Linked DNA regions of Mus musculus: regions 2 and 3 are each linked to region 1. The links are chromatin contacts, called in public Micro-C and promoter capture Hi-C maps. All regions are on one chromosome and are shown on one strand. Each heading gives the region's core, a stretch centred on a gene start, on an enhancer-like site or on the middle of the called end of the contact. The rest is flanking DNA. Distances are from core to core; before and after follow the strand shown. Region 1 holds the start of Ctnnbl1 (catenin, beta like 1). Region 2 holds the start of Tgm2 (transglutaminase 2, C polypeptide). Region 3 holds the start of Ghrh (growth hormone releasing hormone).

Region 1 (4,659 bases), core at 690-3,189:
CAAACTCAGAAATCCGCCTGCCTCTGCCTCCTCCCAAATGCTGGGACTAAAGGTGTGAATCACCAACCACCAGACATAGCTAGGCTTTTTGTTGTTCTTTCATTTTGGTTTGCTTTTATTTTTTGGTTTTTCAAGACAGAGTCTCTCTGTGTAGCCTTGGCTGTCCTCTGTAGACCAGGCTGGCCTCGGACTCAATGAGATACACCTGCCTCTGCCTCCCAAGTGCTGGGATTAAAGGCGCCAGCTTCTTAACAGACTCTTACCAGAAGAAGAACTTTCTTCACAACCGACCATAAGGTCGGTACCATGAGGTATCTGTTCAAGATTACAACAACTAGTTAGTAAGGCAAAAGGCATGGAAGGCAACCTGGGGCTCCAAATCCAGGCCTTTTATTTTATTTTATTGTAGTGGTGGTGGGGTGTCTCAGTATGTACCCCTGGCTGGCCTGGAACTCAGTGACCCACTGGCCGCTGCCTCCCTCCCAACTTTCAGGCACTGAGATTCAAGGCAGCCATGGCTAACAGCTCAGGTTCACAGGTTCTTACCGCCTACTCTGGCCTGCAGAGATATCACTTTTTTGTTGTTGTTGGTTTTGGGGGTTTTTTGAGTTTTTTTTTTTTTTTTTTTTTAGAGACAGGGTTTCTCTGTATAGCCCTAGCTGTCCTGGAACTCACTCTGTAGACCAGGCTGGCCTCAAACTCAGAAATCCATCTGCCTCTGCCTCCCAAGTGCTGGGATTAAAGGCACGAGCCACCACGCCCGGCCTAGAGCTATCACTTTTAAACTCAAGTTCACAGGTTCTCACTGCCTACTCTTGACTGCAAAGCTATCACTTTTAAAACATCACACCTTGAACAAAATGCAAGTGGATAAGGTTGGCTTACCCACTTTTTATTTCATCCATCACCCAAAGTCTGCTCCATCATATTATGGCCTCATACATATTCAATCAATATGATCAAGGATCTGTGATCAATATAAAAATACTACCTTTTTCATACTAAGTCTTTAAAATGAAGTGTGATTTACAATTACAGTACTTCCTAATTCAGAATAATTACAGTTTATGGGTCCCAACGCCTATTGCAGCTAATGAAAACAAAGATGGACACAAGAAGCCTCGTTAGGCAGTCAAAAGAGGGACAAAACTCTGAGTTGGGAGTCTGGACACTTGAGCTTTGTAACTGTTGAGTGACCTCAAGAGAGTCCTTTCTTCTCTCTGGGTCACCCGTTCCTCACAAGCACCCTGAGCAAGGAGGTCGAGAGGTCTCTTACCGACCCATTCCAAGCTCCGTCTTCCAAACAGCTTAACAATAGCAGGGAACGTGGGCACAGGTTTCTGCACTTTCAAATGACCTTTCACATACATCCATCCACTTTATAGATTTTAAAAGAAGAATTGAGACTCCGTGACGGGAGAAAGACTTCTCCAAAGCTACACTGACACTTGGTAAAGAAACTGAGGCTCAACACCGGGGGGGGGGGGGGGGCGGGGGTCTTCACAACTGTCTCCCCAAGCCCTGTGAATTGGTAGAAACGAGACGGAAGAGGAGCTGAGGGCTACCGGGTGGGGAACAGAAATCACAAGGCTCAGGTCTGGAGAAGGAAGGGGTCGAAAGGGTCCAGAGGGCTTAGGGGAGTGAAGTGCAATGACAGGATGCAAGCCCGGGTGACATGAGAAGTGAGGGCCAGGGACCGAGGGGAGGCAAGATGACGGGACTCTGTCCCTGCTACCCGAGCGAGGATGAGGAGCCCTCCGGCCTCGCCAACTGCTCTTACCTGGTAGCTTAAAAGTTCGCCCACGTCCATGGTTCCGGACCCAATCAGCACAGGGTACCCTGGTTGCCTCCACTCAACTCCCGAACCACGGGCCGCTCAGAGGCTTTTCCTGACACACTGCCGTAAAGCGCCAGGCCCCAGAACCAATAGAGTAAAAGAGCGCGTGGCCGGTGAGCCCGCCACACTGCCGTAAAAGGACGCGCTGCCGTAAAGCGCGCCGCGTTTTGACAATTCTGCTTCCGCCTGTAACCTGAAGGGGCGGGGAAAGGGGCGGATACTTAGGGGATGAACCTAAAAGCGAGGCCGTTATCCAAGAGTAGAGCAGAGTGCTTGGCATTTCGTGGGTAACCTTAAAGAGCTTCCAGAGACTGGCACTTTTGTTCTTTCATTCTCATTTCACAGATAATTGAAGTTGGCCTGTTGGTGGTGTTGAATGCCTTTAATCCCAGCACTGGGGAAGCAGAGGCAGGCAGAGCTCCGCAGGCATATGTTTTGAGTTCGAGGACAGCCTCGTCTACAGAAACGAGTTCCAGGACAGCTAGGGCTACAGGGAGAGAAGAGGGAGGGAAAGAGGGAGAGGAAGGAGCTGAGGTTTGAAATTATGCGCCCCATAGTTAGTCACATGTGGCTCTGGGGCACTTGAAGTGTGCCTAGTCCTAATAAAGATGTTAAGTGTTAATCAAATGCACAGTGGATTTTTCGTACTTGAACTGGTTCCTTTTTTTTTTTTCACTTACTGGGTAAAGGAAGATATATTATGAAATGAATTTGACTTTCCTCTCATTTGTTAAGCGTACTTAGTAGATATACTGAAATTGTATATGTGGATTTCATTTTGGGGTTCCCATTATGCTTCCCCTGGGCTTACAAAATGGCTTCCGGCCATAGGTGGCTGAGAAACCATTGATATCATGTTTGTTTTTTTCCCCCAGGCTTCTTTGTATTCACTAACACAAGACCCAGTGGCAACTGGAAGATCTCCTGTCTACCCAAGCTGTATTAAAGGGTCTGGGGGTCTGGAGACATGGCTCAGCGCTTAGAACCATTTACTGCTCTCTAGACGTCTACTTCCGTTCCCAGCACCCATGCTGGACAGCTCACAATTGCCTGTAACTCCAGTTCTGGGGGATCTGGTGCTCTCTTCTGGTCTCTGTGCAGACCCACAAGCACACGCATACACACATTTATATATATATAAAGGTTGGTTCCTGGGGAAGGAATTTGCCCATTATTGAGAGATAGTCAAGGCGTTCCTCTTCTGGGATTACAACAGACACCATCCAGAAACCCCATTCAACTACCTCCAACTACACATAAGAAAATTGTTATTCCTCAAACTGCCACAACCTCTCCTCATTATTCTCTCTGTTAGCACTTCCTCTACTGTTCACAGACTCAATCTGTCATTTTGTACTTGATGGTTGACATTTTATGTTTTGACAGCCTCATTAATTGGACTCCAAACTCTCTAAAAGTTGGGATTGAGTTTGTCAACCTCACCCTCGAATCTTCAAAGCCCAGAACAACGCATGACAGAGAAGGTTTCACCGTGGGCTTTGTGAGTGTTGTTAAGGAGAGTGGATTTTATGTTATCTACTTTGGGAAGTTGTTGAGATCGTCAAAACAGGGATGCTTTCTGATTGGGTTTTTGTTTTTAAAGAGTAGCCAATGTAAACTGCTTTTTACAGAGTTCATTTGCATGTCCTTCCCCTCCCTTTCAATTAAGTGTAGATTGTGACCTCCAGAGAGGCAGGACAGAATAAAGGTAACCATGAACAGAACTATTTTCTAGTTTGTGCCTTGCCTCAGTCAGCTTCAATAGGCAGATTTGCAAAAGCCCAGTCTGGAGGTTTGAATAAAAATGGCCCCCATGGGCCCATAGGGAGTGGCACTATTAGGAGGTGTGGCCTTGTTAGAGGAGGTGTGGCTTTGTTGGAAAGGTGTGTCACTAGGGAGTAGGTTTTGAGGTTTCAGAAGCTCAAGCCTGGCTATTGTATCACTGTCTCTCCCTGCTAGCTACAGATCGAGATATAGAACTCTCAGCTCCTTCTCCAGCACCATGTCTGTCTGCACAATGCCATGTTTCCCACCATAACCATAATGGACTAAACCTCTGAACTGTAAGCCAGCCCCAAAGAAACCTTTGTATAAGAGTTGCCATGGTCATAGTATCTCTTCACAACAATAAAACCCTGACTAAGGTAGGTGCCAGGGACTGGGGTATTGCTGTGATAAGCCTGACCATGCTTTGGTTTGGAGGAGTGCAGACTTTGGGATTTTGGATTAGAAAAGCAGTTGAATGCTTTAAGTGGGGCTTAATGGGCCATCTTAGTAGGAACATGGAAGATAGTGGTACCTGGAGTGATTTGAACCTATGGGGACCTGCCTCAAGAGGTTTCAATGGAGAAGAATGTTAGTGTGTGGCCTAGAGACTGTTCAAGGAGAAATGGGACAGCAAGAAGTAGAGTGGAGCTAAATCCTCTATTCAAGGAGATAATTTTTTTTTAATCTTGATGTTAAATGGAATGAAGGGAGCAGTGGCTTCATAGCAAGATCCCACCCAGCTAAGCTGCCAATTTATGAAAATGAGTTAAAGAAAAGGTCAGGGCCAGGTGTGATGGTGCACCCCTTTAATCCTAGCACTCCAGAAGCAGGGGCATACGGATCTCTCAGTAGGAGGCACATGCTTCTGGAGATTCCGCTGTCTCCAGCTCCCATCTCAGCACAAAGCCTTGGGATTACAGGTGCGCGCTATCATGCCTGGCTTTACACGGGTTTAGGGTTTCAAACTGAGGTCTTCAGGCTTTCAAGGCAAGTGCTTCACACGGGGAGTGATCTCCCCAGCTCCAGCATGGAGCTCTGGGAACATATACTGTAGT
Region 2 (4,659 bases), core at 1,293-3,792, 410 kb before region 1:
CACTTCTGAGATTTTTTTTTTAATTTAAAAAATAATTTAGTTTTATGTACATTGGTGTTTTGGCTGCATGTGTGGATGTGTGTGTGTGCATGTGTGTGTGTGTGCATGTGTGTGCATGTGTGTGCGTGTGTGTGTGTGCGTGTGTGTGTGTGCATGTGTGTGTGTGCATGTGTGTGCGTGTGTGTGTGTGCATGTGTGTGTGTGCATGTGTGTGTGCGTGTGTGTGTGTGTGTGTGTGTGTGTGTGTGTGTGTGTGTGAGAGAGAGAGAGAGAGAGATCTTGGAGTTACAGACAGTTATGACCTTCCATGTGGGCCCTGGGTGTTAGATCTTAAAGTTACAGAGAGTTGTAAGTTTCCATGTAGGGACCAGGAATTGAGCCCAGGTCTTCTGCAAGAGCAGCCAAGTGCCCCCCAAACCAATAAGCCATTTCTCCAGCCCCCACTTCTGAGTCTTATCTGCCCCTGTGAGGTATGACACAGCAAGGTCTCATAGACCTTCTCAACTGAACACTGAAGTCAGAGTCAGGCAAAGGACCCAAGTCACAGGACTGAGAACCAAGTCTCTGAATCCAGTTCTGCCCTAGCCCCTGCCTGCCACCTTACTTAAGTCAATGGACCCAGTCCAGTATGGTGGCTTAAGGCCCTGAGCCACCACTCAGTTGGCTACAGTTCTGTAGAAAAGACAGAGAAAGGATGCAGTGTTGGCCACGGGGTGAGGAGCAAGCCTGCAGTTTCATGCTGAGTCTCTCACAGGCACCCCAAATAACTGGTGGGACACCCCCACCATCTGTTCAGTGAATCACAGCTTGCTAATCCTGACCCCACTGGGACCTCTCACAGTGACCCCCATGCATGCCTCCATTGTACGATGGGTGGGAGATACAATGGTTAAGGGAGGCCCAAGCCACACCACTGTTGGGGAACCTAGACAGGACTTTAAGGAGGAAGGGCTGCCACCATACAAATAGGAACAAAGGGACATGATGGTAGCAAGAGTGACCAGGCCTCCACATCAGCCCTAGGAGGGCTGGCTGTGGGTTCTATGGTAGTCACAGCAGGGGTCTGGATGACTTCATAACATACCTGTTCTCTGAGGCACTTGGGTGGAGACAAGGGTAGGAAGAATGCGTCCTTCTAGGATGGGAAAGGTCAGCGGACACAGCTCTTACCTTCTCTGACAGGGCTGACACTCTTAGGCCAGCCTGGGCTCAAGAGTCCCTAGTGTTGACCACTTTGACTATGCCCCATTCAAACTCATGAGGAATGAATTCTTGTCCTTATTCCTCACAGGATGGAATGGAGGCCCCCAAAGGCGAGATACCTCCCTGAGCCCCTAACTGTCAGGGGCAGCATGCGTAATCAAGAATTGCCTCTTGTCTGGTGGTCACTCGCCAACTCCTCCCTCTGGTCCTTCACCAGTCACAGGGAGCAATTTCTATAACAACTACCATAAAGTGGGGTGACCCCGGGGTCCCCAAGGACTGTATGGGCTTGTCTTGGCACCCTGAGTCACACTCAAATAGAGTCTGGGGGTATCCTCTCAGGTCAAAGCGGCCAGTCATGCAATGTGTTCCAGAAGAAGGGCTAGAGGGATTCACAGGCCTATGCCTTTTCAAGAAGTCGCCCACTCAGGCTCCATGGTGGTAAGGGAGCTTAGCAAGCTGTCATCAGAGAAGCCAGGATGGAGTTGGTCCATGGGAAGGGTCAGCGGTACGGTGGTCCCTGGGCTCTTCTGGCTGTAGTTCACAGTGGGCTAGCACAGGGAGAGGGATGGGAACAGGGATAGGCAAGAGGATGGGCGAGCAATGGGTGGGTGGGGGAATTATCGGAATGAGTGGCTGGGTGGGACAGGAAGGGTATGGGTGTCTGTGGGAGTCCGCGTGCCAGTACCTGCACCCCTGTCTGCCAAGAGTCTATAAGCACCCACATCCAGATACCTACGCATTTGAGGGTTATATGTGGCTTCGTGGAAACCCAGCCCCGTGTCTGGCTATGCCTATGTCCTGGCTCTCTAGGTTTGCAATGTGACTTAATGTGGGATGTTCCTTTAAGCATTGTGTGTCCAAAATTGTTAGTTGATTCTATGGGACTATGTGTGGATCTCTATGGTTATCTGTCGGCTTGGTTGTGTGTGTGTGTGCCTGCTCCATGTGCATGTGTGTATGGCATGTTCATGTGTTTGCATGCAGTATGTGTGTGTATAGTATACATGTGTAGATGGTTTATGTGTATGTATGGATGTGGTATGTATGTGCATACGTATCTGTGTGTGTGTGTGTGTGTGTGTGTGTGTGTGTGTGTGTGTGTGTGGTATATTCATGTATATGTGTGGAGAGGTGCGTGTTCTTGGCCACTGGTTTGGCTTGTGGAGCATATCTCTGTGTCTAGGGTATTGGTCACACGCTCCAGGTGTCTGTTCCGAGGTCGTCCTGTGTCCAGCAGGGGGCGCTCCCGGCAGCCTTAGTTCCCGGACAGACAGCCGGGGGTGTCCGCCCCGCCCCGCCCGGGGCCCGCCCGGCCGCCCGGCCGCCCTGGGCTATAAGTTCGCGCCGCGCGGCTGGTCCGCAGCACCGCGCTGGTGATCCTCGCTTGAGTGTCCCGCTGCGTCTGAGCTGTCGCCGCTAGCCTGGCCATGGCAGAGGGTGAGTGCCTGGGCCGCGGGGAGGTAGAGTCGGGAGCAGGCTGGGCTGTCTCCAAAGCTCCAGAGGAGAGCGACAGGTGGGCCAATGGGAGGCACCTTGCTGGCCCTGAATTGTTGGCCTCAGTTTTCCCCACCCCAGGGCATAGCCGTTAATTCTGCCCCTTGGATGAGGTGAAAATGCTACCCAGAAGGTGTACTGGGAAGGGTGAGTTACTGTCATGGGTCTCCCAATAAGTAGTTAAGAACTGGGTCCCTGCTGTGTGCCAGGTGCAGGGGAGCCACTCAGGGATGCTGGCCAGCGCAGGGGGCACTTGGCTTTTCTCTGTGCCTGGAAAGGGGTACAACTTTCCTGGCTGATTCTGTGGTCTCAATTCCAGCATCTGGTGGAGCGCCACTGAAGCCAGGCCTGCCTGTTCTTTCAGGTCCTCTTGAGCCCTCGTGTTCTCCAAGCCCAGATTCTCCTTGTCCACTTGTTGAAGCTCAGGGTTCTCTGCTGTAAGTTAGGGGCAGTTGGACCAGCCTTGGTACAGCCACAGGGCTGAGAAGAGTGGAGAGGGTCCAGGGTCCTGTTCATTCCCTGCCTGCCTCCTTCACATGTGCTCACATGTGTGCATGGGAAACACTCGGGATCACATGAGTCAGGACTTGTACAATGGAGGATGTTCCTAACACGGTCAGACCAGAATCCCAGCTGACTATAAGGTCAAGTCCATTCAGGGATGGCATCTGCCTGCACTGTGACCTCAGAGAAGGGACATGAGGCAAGAGAGGGGATGTTCAGAGGGACCTGAAGCAAACAGGGAAATTCCAGAGGCCTCGGTCACTCCTTTTTCTGAAACCTCAACAGGCTGTGAAGTGTCACCAAAGGGGCTGCTTATCTGCAAGGCAGTTTTCCATCCCTATCCCCAAAATCTGGGGGACCTCAGAGACAGCCCCGGATTACTCTGCTGGGGCTTCCTCCACCAAGGTTCCCCCTGGCCTCTATGACTCTGAACCCTGGCTACTGCACCCTTCAGCCTGTGTGGGTGGGGTACTCCACCCTGTCTCCCCAGGCCAGGGGATGGTTGCCACCAGGGCTTCTAGAAAAATGGCCTTTTTCCTGCTTGAGCCTTCCAACGTTGAGGATTTTGTGGGTCTGCCCAGCCTCAGTGGCAGTGGCGTTAACTTCTTTGCTGTGGTGTGGTCGGTCATTACCAGGCACCTGCTTTTTGATTTGTAGCAAGGGCCACAGACCTTTCACTTGAGGTGGTTTTTGTAGAAGCCTTCTGTACTTCCAGGATGGTTTCCCTGAATTTGGAACTTGTGCACAGCAGGGGGCCCGGAAACTAGGCTGGAAGACTTTGGGCCAGTCCTCACCCTGGGCCTCAGTGGGATCACATGTCCTTCAGTGGTCTGAAATCTCTGAGAGTGCCTACTCTCTCAAGCAGAAGGACTCCCTAGACCTGACCATGAGCCTGTTCAGACCCCACCCCCACCCCATCCCATCCCACACCTGTCACCTAGTGCTTACCCAGGTCCTCAGCTCCTCCTGGAACTGAAAATAAAACTTCACAGTGCACGCCTCTCTCTGGGGCTGCCTCCCCCCCCTCTTGACTTCTTAGCACCCTTTGAGGTTCACTTGTCTAGGATCACAAAGCAACACAGAGAATGAAAACACAGGTCCTTAATACTCCCGAGCTGTCGTTTTAAAGCCTTTTCTTTTGGAGAAAATTGGGCATCCGTAAAGTAAGGATAGGGTGATACATTGCTGCCCTCACCATCCAACCCACTCCTGCCTCCTGCCCTGTGCTGCTCTGGGGAAGAAAACCTCATGTCATCATCAGCTGTGAGCCTATCAACACATGCATCAGAAATAAGGATCCTCCTCGGAGACAAGTCAGCAGAATCCCCCAGTTCCCCACTGTCACCAGTTCAACTCCCAGCCGTCTGTCTCCTGCTCACAGTAAACGCTTAAAAATCATCTCGTGAAATCGGTCTTAATATCATGGGCAGAGCACCCTCAGTTTCCCATTACAGG
Region 3 (4,659 bases), core at 1,594-4,093, 390 kb after region 1:
GAGAAAAAGCAGCAGGGTGACCTTTCTGGGCTGAAACCTGTCTTAATGCTGGAGGGATGAGCAGAGAGCAGAGGGTCAGAAACCTGGGCAGGCATCTCAAGTGCCGGGGGCGAGTTCAGCCATCACTTTCTGCTCCAGTAGGTCTGATGTGTGTGGTGCTCTGACCCAGTTCCCAGGAAGTGCACAGAGCGCCAGCTGGGACCACATTTGAAAAGCCACTGTCCTGATGGATCTGTGCTGGGCTCTGTGAGTGGAGTGCTCCAGCCTCCTCTCGCCCTAGACACAACTACTCCACTCCACTGGTCTCCTCTATTACCAAGTGCCACAAGGTCCCAACATCCCTACAAGAGTTATCCGGCAGATACCTTGTGAGCCAAGGGCTTTCAGGGCAGCTTCCAAAGCAGAGACCTACAGGCTGCCATATAGACAAGTGGGTGGGAAAACTGGTGGGTGCCTACCTGTTCTTGCTAGAACTCTTTCATTCAGCTGGCTCACTGTAGGGATGACCAACATAGACCACTGGGCCAGAGAGAAAGCAGCTAGCTGTCCATCACAAGTATAAATAAGGAAGGGCTAGAGCTGGCTGGAGAGAACTCGGAAGTGTCAGAAGCTGTCTTCGGGAACCATCATTGGCTTCAACAGGATTCTAATTTTCTACAGAAAAGGATGTGAGAGCCAACAAGTCCAAAACCCAGCCCGGTTCAACACACACAGCTTGTTGAGTAGAAACACAGTCAAGCCTCAGCACGAGCAACTGAGGCAGGAGGATCACCAGGTCAGTGATACCTGAATCCAAAACAAAACAACAAAAACCAGGGGTGAGGATGTGATTCCCCTATAAAGCATGAAGCTCTGGGTTCCATCCCCAACCCAGCATGGTGGAGCAGCCAGAGGAGTGGAGGGAGGGGTCATTAAAATCATAACTTAAAGGTCATCTTTGGTTGCAAAGCAAGTTTGAGGCCAGCTTGGGTTACGTGAGACTCTGTCTCAAAGGGATTTAAAAAAAGAAAAAAGAAAGAAAGAAAGAAAGAAAGAAAGAAAGAAAGAAAGGAAGGCAGAAAGAAAGAAAAGAAAAGAAAGGGGGAGGGGAGAGAGAGAGAGAAAGGAGGAAAGACAAAGGTTAGAAACTAAAAAATAAAAGTAAATAAAATTTTAATTTTTAAATTAAAAGAAGAGACAAGTACATAAAGAGCTGTGGTGGCCAGTACAGCTTTGTTTTGTTTTTAAGGGTCTGAAATGCAGCAGTTTGTTGGAAACAGGCAGGCAGGGGAGGGCAGCGGTCAGCACCAAGCTCTAAGCAGAGGCTGGCAGGGACAAAGAGCTAGCTGCCTTCCTGGATGAGGGCTGGATGAGCAAGAGACCTGGTGATGGGAGCCGGCGAGGCCCACTGGAGGAACTAGAAATAGAAGCAGGAGCAGCTGGAGTCGAGTCTCCTCTCTCCAGATGCCGCAGCCTGTCAGAAGCAAGACTCACTCGGGAAAAGGGCTTCTCTTCTGCACATAGGACAGAGTCTGTTTTGTTTCTCGCCTACTCTGTCTGGCTCCTCTCCAACACCAGTTCTTAAGGCTCTGGACATACACAATTCCACAGGCCCCTGTCCCAGGATCCAGAAACAGAGGACAGCAACATCCGGCATGCTCGGTCAGGCCCCGCTCTTCTAGCTTCATTGCAGTCCCCGGTCCCTGGCAACCACCCACCAAATCCCTTTCTGTGCCATGGTGTGTGGAAACGGGACACTGGACAGTCATTTTAGCTGATTTGTTCAATTTGTTTCCTGGGCTTTGGGCAACCCAGCCCATCTGTGGATGGCTGGAAGCGGCATCCGGACAGCACGCCTTCCTAGCCACCTCCTAGGGGCTCCCCAAGGGCTGCCTTCCGTTTTCTTTCCAGGGGTCCGTAGAATACAGTCCTGACTGTTTTCCAAGGCACGAACCGGCATAATAAGCACAAGGCGTCTCCATGGCACCTTTCATTGAGCTTATTGGAGCGTTCTGCAGATGCCACGGAACACCGAGCCAAGTCCCAGGAACACGTTCTGAACCCCAGGAGCTGCACACCGCTTTATTAGGTAGTTTATTGGCGCATCAAATCTGGAGTCTACCACCTTCGGTTCACAAATCAGTTCAGAGAGAGGCTCTAACTTGCCCAATATTAAAGAGTAACAGTGCCACCTGCTCCTCTTCCCTGATTGGCACGATGCCAGGGAATTGACTGGTGGCCTAAATGGGAAATCAAGGCAGGAATGGCTGGAGGTGATAGAAACCTCAGGCTGTTGTGAGCCCAACAAGAACAGACTCTGGCTGGGCAATGGTGGTGCATGCCTTTAATCCCAGCACTTGGGAGGCAGAGGCAGGCAGATTTCTTAGTTCGAGGCCAGCCTGGTCTACAGAGTGAGTTCTAGGACAGCCAGGGCTACACAGAGAAACCCTGTCTTGAAAAAACAAAACAAAACAAAACAAAACAAAACAAAACAAAACAAAACGAACAGACTCTGGAGGCAGGCTTTACTGAGCAACTCATTCAGTTGAGGAGCACAAATGCTATTTAAACTTTTGGGGAGTGAGTAGGGGCACTCAGAGAGAATGTGCATCACTGGCCAAGGCCACAGTGAAGGGAATATTTTATTTGCATGAAAAGGACCTGAGGTGCTTGCTATCTGGACATGACCTTACTCAGAGAGGAAATTTAACCTATAACCCGAAAACTGGTGATGACTACCTCAGAGTAGCAGAAGTGGAGCCAAAAGGCCATGTACGTGCTCTGGAACATACAGGCCCAGGGCAGAGAAGGAGGAGTCCTGCTCCTGCTGGCCTTAAGATGAGATCGTCAGGGCCTGGGCATCACTGGTGATCCAGGCCGGCTCTCCAGGTCGCAGGTCTCTCCTGGTTGCGGCTCCCTGCTCATCTGGCTCCCACAACATCACAGAGTAAGTAGACATGTAAATTTTGAACCTAGCTCTCCTGCTGCCGCTACTGAGGGACAATATCCTCACTAATTGGTTCATAGGAGTTCACAGACCTCTGATGAACAGCAATATGGCTAAATACCCTTCCTTGTGAAGTGCACGGAACTGCATAGCCTGGGTGGGAAATGAGCTGGGTCCATCTCTTTTGTTGCATTTAGCCATTCCTCTTTTGTTATTTTTATCTGATTTGGTTCACTTCAGACCTGGTACCCGTTTCTTATTTATGACTAAAGGCCCCTGGGTGAGAAAAATGGAATCAAGAAAACCGTTTTTCTTTTATGTTCTACAAATGTTTCTATACCTCATTCCCACCACCCTTTAAAATAACATTTCCTTCCCAGGCCCCCCCCCCAAAAGCTTCTAAAATCCCTGCCTTTCCAATCTCCTCTTCACCTTGGCTATAATTATCTTGGGAGAATTTAAATTCCTTATCATGGGTTTGTGATGGCTGTGGCTTAAGGACCGTTGGCCTGGCTTCCATTCTGAGGCTTCGTCAAATTGCCCTCTATAGGAATTACCGTTAGACTCTTTCTTTCCTTAAAGGATGATAATGGGATTGTGACTCTGTTAAAGAAAGAACCCTTCTCTTGCTTGAGATACGTGCTGAAATATTTACCAGTCTGGGATTTGCTTCAAAACAGTCCAGTGAGGGAGATGACAAACACCACAATTGCTCGCTGAAATTGTCAGTCTCCTCCGGCTTTCTCTCACGGATCTTCATTCCTTTTCTGGTGCTGAGGGTGGAACCCGGGACCCCAGGGATGCTCCGTCGGGGTTCTCCCACTAAGCAGTTGCCCTCCTCTCTTGCAGGGACCCATTTGTTTCTTCTCCCTCTCACCCCCCAGGCTTCAGATCTGGATGTTGTGAACCTGAGGGTGGGGTTTGCCTCTGGGAGACTCAGACAAGAAGAGAATCTTAGTTTTGAGATCCCATCTCTATGGGATGAGCATCTGCTCCTCTGGGTCCAGGCTGACAGAGCAGCTGCTTCCTCCCTGGGATCTTTTCAATTCCTTCCTTCCTTCCTTCCTTCCTTCCTTCCTTCCTTCCTTCCTTCCTTTTATATCTTTATGTAATTACACTGTAGCTCTCTTCAGATACTCCAGAAGAGAGAGGGAGTCAGATCCCATTACAGATGGTTGTGAGCCACCATGTGATTGCTGGGATTTGAACTCAGGACCTTCGGAAGAGCAGTCAGTGCTCTTAACCACTGATCCATCTCTCCAGCCCTTTTGACTTTGTTATTAGTGTGTGTGTAGAGGTCAGAGGACAACTTTGCAGGGCTGCCCCCTCTCCTTCTAACTTATGCGGGTCCCAGGGATGGAATGGAAGTGCTTGGGTCTGCGTGGGAAGCACCTTTATCTGCTGCGCCATCTCACTGGCCTGGATTCCCTTTTTCTACATCCACTTCCACTGTCTTGAAGGTAGGTGTAAATTTACCAAGGTCTCCCCATCCCCACCCTGCTTCTGACTCCTGTGCCCTTCAAGGAAGGAAGGGAGGGAAGAAGGAGGCAGCTTAGAGAAGCAACTCTCACTTCCAAGATCTGGACCAGACCCAGCCACCTGGTCCCCAGGGTTTCTTGGAGGTCTCATGATACTCCAATCCCAACATGTGCAAATGGTGCTCCCATCCCTTCCTTGATCCCCACAAGCATCCTGACCCTCCCTGCAGTCATCCGTAGACTCAGTGGGCATCC

What was found. Promoter capture Hi-C pulls out the DNA fragments that hold promoters and counts their contacts. A called contact is a pair of places that touch in the nucleus more often than the background predicts.
Region 2: a promoter capture Hi-C map of hippocampal neurons shows a contact between it and region 1, with 4 times the contacts expected there. The contact joins the promoter of Tgm2 here to the promoter of Ctnnbl1 in region 1. A contact is called at or near these places in 4 of 39 promoter capture datasets (embryonic stem cells, hippocampal neurons and stem cell-derived epiblast-like cells), 4 of 484 Hi-C or Micro-C datasets (all in embryonic stem cells), 2 of 115 datasets of contacts at active chromatin or transcription factors (both in embryonic stem cells) and 1 of 9 other capture datasets (embryonic stem cells).
Region 3: a Micro-C map of embryonic stem cells shows a contact between it and region 1, with 2.2 times the contacts expected there. The contact joins the promoter of Ghrh here to the promoter of Ctnnbl1 in region 1. A contact is called at or near these places in 1 of 39 promoter capture datasets (stem cell-derived epiblast-like cells), 1 of 484 Hi-C or Micro-C datasets (embryonic stem cells), 1 of 115 datasets of contacts at active chromatin or transcription factors (bone marrow-derived macrophages) and 1 of 9 other capture datasets (liver).

What each region holds. Positions count from the first base shown.
Region 1 is chr2:157,734,681-157,739,339 of GRCm38.p6, reverse strand. Ctnnbl1 (catenin, beta like 1) reads right to left here and starts at 1,939. Exons shown (of 16, transcript NM_025680.4): 1 at 1,781-1,939. The coding sequence starts at 1,810.
Region 2 is chr2:158,144,275-158,148,933 of GRCm38.p6, reverse strand. It overlaps Tgm2 (transglutaminase 2, C polypeptide), which reads left to right and starts at 2,542. Exons shown (of 13, transcript NM_009373.3): 1 at 2,542-2,643. The coding sequence starts at 2,634.
Region 3 is chr2:157,344,839-157,349,497 of GRCm38.p6, reverse strand. It overlaps Ghrh (growth hormone releasing hormone), which reads left to right and starts at 2,843. Exons shown (of 5, transcript NM_010285.3): 1 at 2,843-2,926.